Linked DNA regions of Mus musculus: region 2 is linked to region 1. A link is a contact called in public promoter capture Hi-C data. All regions are on one chromosome and are shown on one strand. The core of a region is the stretch at or near the end of the contact, and the rest is flanking DNA. Distances in the headings are between cores, read along the strand shown.

Region 1 (3,290 bases), core at 251-2,750:
TTAGACTAGAAAAACCACAGTTGCTAACTATACCAAAAAAAAAAAAAAAAAAAAAAACCCAGGCTGGAAACACACCCAAAATTATTCTCATTCCTCCTCAAAATCTCTGCAGAAAAGCCTGTATTGGGAGAGGAGCAGAGAAGTCTCCAGGGGAGGATACCAGCAAGCCACGCCCACTGGCCAACGGGCTGTTTCTTTTTGGGTCAACCAAGGAGCAGGCCTGTGCACCTCCAGCCCAAACTCGGACCTGTTCATCCCACACACAGACGCAAACTTGGCAAGACTGGCCTTAAACCTGTTAGCAAAATAAGGAGAGCCAAATAAGGAGGAAGCGGCCAACCTGAATGGGTTAGGGTGGCAGGGCCCACTCCACTTGGCACCCAGCTGTGTCCCCAAGCTGTTCACAATACTACTGTAAGTCACCTCTGCTATCCATTAACCACCACCCGCGCACACCTTCCGGGAGGATCGCTGTTGTGTATAAATAACAGCGTTTTGCAAATCAAACCTCTCCACACAATGCCAAGCTAACAGCGCTCAAAAGGGAGGTGCCACCGGGGCATTAAAAGTCACACATCAAATTCTTGCAGAACCACTTGCTTAAATCGCCCTGAATAAATAAACTGAGGGGGCAGAGCAACCGGGAAAAACTTTGGTTGAGGAGGTTTAAGTCTTGGAAATGCGGGACCGGGCGCAGGGACTGGAAGGAACCAGGCACAAAAGCGCCCTGCGCCGAGGCAAGGACCTCCTTTATGGAACGTGACAGCAGCTTTGTGCCGGATCACGAATAGTTCTAAATACTGGAAGTTCTCCCCGGCCATCGCAGCCTCCCGCTTCCTAGCGCTGTGGCCCTCAGATCCCAGGCTATTCTTCCCAGGCACGCGCGCCCGGCGACCTGGCCACTGTTCGGTCCCACGCCCGCCCACAGGCCAGGGCTGCTAGTGTTCCCGAGGGCTTTGGGTCCTTGGTCCCCGGAGTCCGCCCGCGGAGGGCGCCCCACCCCCACGCCAGCCCCAGGCAGAGGGAGGCGAGGGCTCGCAGGAAGGTGTGTGTATCCGAGGTGCGGGTGCCCGGGGACGCCAGGCCGCGGCGGGGCTGAGGGCACCGGCCGGGTACGCAGGGGTACGCGCTCCCTGGCCCTCCCCGGGCGGCCGCGGCCCGCTCGCCCCTCTCTTCCAACTCCACGGACCGGCCCAAGTTTGCAGCCCCCGCCATCGCCTTACCTCGCCGCACAGTGCACGCCGAGGCCGGAGGGCAGCAGCGCGAGTCCCGGGGCGGCGGCCGCGCTGCGCCCGCCCAGATGCCGCTCTTTGTCTGCACCGCTCCCTCCTCCCGCCACCAAGCGGACGCAATTGGACCCGGCGGACCCCGCCGGCCCGGGAGCCCCGAGCCTGCCTGCCGCCGAGCCCTCCTCACCACCACCGTCGCCGCCGCCGCCCGCTCGGCCGCGCGCACCGGCCTGCGATCCGCGGCGGCGACCCTCCCGCGCAGCGCCCGCCTCCGCGCGCTCCCCGCCCGCGCTCCTCCCTGGCTGCCGTGACGCCGCCCAGGGGCCGGCCCAGCCCGGCGCACGCGGGGCGGGGGACCCACCTGGGAGTCCCAGCCAGGCCTCGGGAAAGCGCCGCCTGGGGGCTTCAAGCCGTAACCCGCTCTAGATTGGAGCTGGGGGCACCCGGGAGGGGCTGCTAGGGATAAGGAGGTGCCACTTGCAGCCCACGAGACCGGGTGGTCTCCGCACCCGGCTGTGCGTCGGGAGCCTTACAGCGACCTCCCTACCCCGCCCCCCAAGCATTCCCACGGCACTCTCAGCCAAACAGGCCTGGTGTCTGTCAGAAAAGTGACTTACATAAAAATGTCACTTCCTCCCAGTAATTGCTTGTGGGCATTTTCTTTATTTATTTGCCTTGCATTTATTTACTTTCCCATCCAGACACTTTTTTACTCCATCCCCCCCACCCCCAACCTCCAGGCGGGACCACTTCCTAGTGGGGGAGGAGAGGAAACCCGACCTCAGCTGCCTCCGCAGCGTCCTGGCCAGTTTATTAGAGCCCAGGAATTCTTTAGTACAGGAGGCTGAGAAAGCTTTAGAAGGAAACCTTGCTCTCCCAGACTTGAGTAGTAGCTAACCTATAAGCAAACTTGGAAAGCTAGAACCCTGGATCGAAGAGAAGGACTGGATCCAGAGGTTTCTTCTCCAAGCTCCTTCGCTCCTTATACCCCAAAGGAACCCCTGATATTCAAATAAATTCCGCTTTCAGGTCGGACGACTCACATTTATGTTAATGAGATTCAACCCTAGCCCTTGTTTCCTCCTTATTAAGGCAGAAACAATTCACCCTACGTAACAAAAAAAGAAAAAGAAAGAAAGAAAAGTTGCCTGCCTTCTTATAGGAAGTTCCCAGGCATAAGTAACGTGAGGAAGCTTGGCTATAGTCCTCGCAGCCATTGACCGTAGGCTCCTGAACTGTGTCACCTTACACAGGTGTTTCACAACTTCCTCGGCTTTATCACATGAGATGTTTACCTGCCTTCTATGTTAAGTACCTGGCACGTAGCCTGACACGAGGGCACTAGGAGGCATCCTGTACAAAATCAGCACACCCAACAGTCTCTTCCAGTCGGAGATGCTAGCTTCATCCGTTCTTTGTTACAGACCTCATCTTTGTTACTATCTAGCTTTACAACAATGAAGGCAGAACTCTAACCAATAGTTTAGCCCTACTTAAAATTAGTTTATGCTAAATAAGTAAGACGATATGGACACAGTTTTTAAGCTTTTGCTTTGAAAAGTGGCCTCAGACTCCTCTCACTGATTCTGTATAAGATCTCCAGGGAGATTTGAACAAGAAGGACTCCCCTTGGCTCATATATTTGCAGGCCAGTTAGTAAACTATTTAGATTAGGAGGGTATGTCCTTGTTGGAGGAGATGAGTCACTGGGAGTAAGCTTTGAACTTAGCCAGCACCTGTGTGTCTGGGTGTCTGTGTGCTTGCTGCACAGTGGATCAGAGTATAGCTCTCAGCTACTTCCCTAGCAACATGCCTGGCTGCTACCAAGCTTCCCACCGTGATGACAGTGGACCAAGCCACTGGAATTGTAAGCAAGCCCCCAATTAAATCCATAGATGATAGATCAGTGTGTGTGTGTGTGTGTGTGTGTGTGTGTGTGTGTGTGTGAGAGAGAGAGAGAGAGAGAGAGAGAGAGAGAGAGAGAGGTGTCTTAGGTTTTTTTTCCACATTTTTTTTATTACGTATTTTCCTCAATTACATTTCCAATGCTATCCCAAAAGT
Region 2 (3,290 bases), core at 321-2,820, 700 kb before region 1:
CCATTATTTCAGAAGAGCTTAATAACCTCATAAACATAACTTCACACCCCAAATGGAACACAGCCATTTATGAATAATCTACATGGATTACTTTTCATTTGACAACCCTGAATGCTAGGATGCTTAACTTCCTAATTGTTTATAAGGGCTGGAAGAGAAAATAACGTAACTCCTTGATGGTGTTGTCAGCAATACTTTCTCACAAAGATGTGAATGGAACTCTGGTTTATCATACATACTAAGAAAGTGCTCTACCACTACTAAAACCCTTTGATGAGAATTTAAGAACCCCCTCACTAAAAATTGTTCTTCCATCATAAATAATGAAGAAATCCTTAAACAGCAGTGACGCCGAGAAACCACTAGGGTTTATGGTACCCTGTGCAAAGACTTGTAAGACAAATTTTTAATTTTTGTCATTGATGTATTTGGCATAAAATGTGATTTTTCAAAACTGCAAGTTCTCCATTAATTATAAGCTGGGCACATCGTGAAGAACTGACATAGTTTACAGAATGGCATGGCATGCCACCACCTACGGACACACGTCCAGGCATGTACGCACATTCAGCAACTATTTACAGGAATTTCTAGTTTTCATTAAGAAAACTATGTAAAAGTACCTTCTAAGATAAAAGAGGCACTGTGAAACGGGCCGTGGAACAGATAAACGTAAACAAAACTTCAAAATTGGTATCACATTTTCAAAGTGGGAGAAAAACAAAACTCCAATGACACAAAACTAAAATGCACACACCCATCACAGAAGCTGGAGGAAACTAATTCACTATACACCGTATGAACTTTTTTTATTCCAACAAACAAGAGGTAACTATTCAAAAAGGAGGGTGGGAGGGTTCGGAACTCTTCTTTTTTTTCCCCCCCTCTACTCTGACAGAATGACTTCTCAGATGTACAGTACTACGGAGCCTGACGCTATACCAAATTTTATCATTTAAATCTCCTTATTCTCCGCGACAACTCTGTAGCCACTCTGCTGTGAGAACTAAAGCATAGGGGGCACAAAATGGGCCGGCCTAAGGAGCGCAGGCCTGCACTCTAGATAGACAGACACCCAATCGACCCCCAGCACCAAGTCCCGGACGAAGCCCAGTCGCCGAGCAGGCGCTCATCCGGCGCTCCGGAGCCGCCTTGAAGGATACCCACGGCCAGCACCTTGCCCTCCAGCGCCTCCGGGCTGACCCGGTGGCCCGAGCACTCCAGCAGCTTCCACAGCCCCTGCACTCCCATGGCGCAGGCGCTCTCTCTCGGCCGGGCTCGCGGGGCCTTTGTTTCCCGTTAGGATAAAGGACGCGCCCCGCACCAGCACGCAGCGCCACCAACTCACGCAGAGCCCACCGCTCTCCGCCTGGAACCCGCTGTCACCAGGGCTTGAAGGAGGAACACGGCGCTGACGCACTTCCGGAGCGGACCCGGTCTCCCGAAAGAACAGCGGAATTTAAATGTGGTGGGAGGAGCAGAAAGGTTTCAGCCCCAGTACTGGCACGCCTAAAAGTACTGAGAAGCAGCACCGGTGACGCCAGCGCCGAGCCTTCCTCCGGTCGCGAGTGATTTCTCCCGCTGACCAAACGATGAAACCTCTTGGCTTCCAAGTGAACGCGAGGGTTGGGATTCCCGCGTTGACACTTGACACGTAAATCCCACGCCCGAGCACTCCCGAAGTCAGTGTGTGTGGCGATTCGGTTTTGAATCTGTGCCTCTGTTCGGCTGACTGTTAGGCGCAAAAAGTGTTTGCACATATTGGCTTTCTTAATGGAGTGAGGTCTCCTTTGTGCATTTTCAGTATCAGTCTCCCCATTGCCTCCCCAGCTTTGCCGATTTGGCGCCAAGTATTGGGTTCGACAAGAAAAGAACGGAAAGATGAGCATCTTGACTTTGGTGAAGGCAAATATTTTCACAACGTGCAGTAACTGGATGGCAGTACAACGCAGTGCTTAACTTTGAATTTCCTCCAGCATCTGAAACTTTGAGTTCCACAATTGGGAAAAATGACTTGGGGCAGAGTAGAGCCAGGAAAAGACACGATATGCACATTCTAAATCGAATGCAGCCCTTTGAGGCCTTACTATAGAGTTAGCTCTGTGGAGATTACGTTTCTTCAGAATTTCTTCTCCGTCATCTGTAAGCAGTACAAAAGAACAATCTTTTACCGAGCAGAGTGAATATGGGCAAAGCACTTAGCATACAATGGCTCAATTTTGATGGACGGTATTGTAATTATTCAAACCCAGTAAAAAGATTGATAAGAAACAATAGATAGCCCGACATGGTGGCACAAATATCTGGGAGATGGGCAGGAATATCACAAGCTCAAGACTCACATGGCCTTGTCTAAGAAAAAAAAAAAAAAGGAAGGGATAGAAGTAGATAATTTCTGGGGAAAAAAATTCATTTACAGCTGAAGTCTATCAGAAGTCAAATTTTAGCAAAAACGTATCTATGTCCAAACAGGTGGTTTACAGTTTAGCATTCCCTCAATGTGTAAAATTACGGACTTTTGCATTTTAGTAAAGTCGTATTTTACTGAAGGCAATTTAATTGCCTGTTTAATTTTTATCACTTCCAGCAGTAGACTGTAAACATGTTGAAACTGGTATCAATCTTGATGAGTGTTACACCCCTTCCTTAGTAGTGCATAGCGGGAGTTCGTCAATGTTGCTTAAGTGACCTCTCAAGTCTCAGGTCTGATGCTCCCCAGGACATTTTGCATCCTGTGGAAAATATTTGGAGTAGAGGTCATGCAGATGATAGTTCAGATCTTGGCTGGACCGCGGAATTACTATGTATTCAGGTCAGTATCCATGTAGAATTCAAAATTCACGTGTTGAATATAAGTACTGCACAATGTGCCTGTATTCAAAGTGATTTTTAGAAAATGATTGTCAAAACAATAAGGCCATTAGGCACCTAAGGGCACATGAACCAGAACTTAACAAAACCATTTCTGTGTCTGACAGAGTCATGGTCAGTAATAGATCACAAACATGAAGATACGTCTAAGTCCATGGATGTGATTTCTACCTCACCATTGATATACAGAGAGACTATCAGGGTGGCCTCTAATCCAGTATAACGGTTATACTAATAAGAAGGAGTGGGAACATCATAAAGTATGCCCACAAATACAGGAAAGGCCATGGGAGGACAAAAAGGGTGACCAGCTTCAAGTCCAAAAGATAAGAAACCAAATGTGCCAGACCTTGTCTTGGTCTATGTAACTGTGAGGGAAAAAAAAAACGAAACAAAAACAAACTTGTTTTTAAGCAACC

Evidence for each region. Promoter capture Hi-C pulls out the DNA fragments that hold promoters and counts their contacts.
Region 2: a contact with region 1 is called in a promoter capture Hi-C map of liver, with 2.1 times the contacts expected there. The contact joins the promoter of Ercc5 here to the promoter of Nck2 in region 1. A contact is called at or near these places in 4 of 39 promoter capture datasets (HPC-7-derived erythroid cells, liver, pre-B cells and 1 more).

Annotation. Positions count from the first base shown.
Region 1 is chr1:43,443,961-43,447,250 of GRCm38.p6, reverse strand. Nck2 (non-catalytic region of tyrosine kinase adaptor protein 2) reads right to left here and starts at 1,500. Exons shown (of 5, transcript NM_010879.3): 1 at 1,224-1,500.
Region 2 is chr1:44,146,024-44,149,313 of GRCm38.p6, reverse strand. Ercc5 (excision repair cross-complementing rodent repair deficiency, complementation group 5) reads right to left here and starts at 1,570. Exons shown (of 15, transcript NM_011729.2): 1 at 1,164-1,570. The coding sequence starts at 1,251.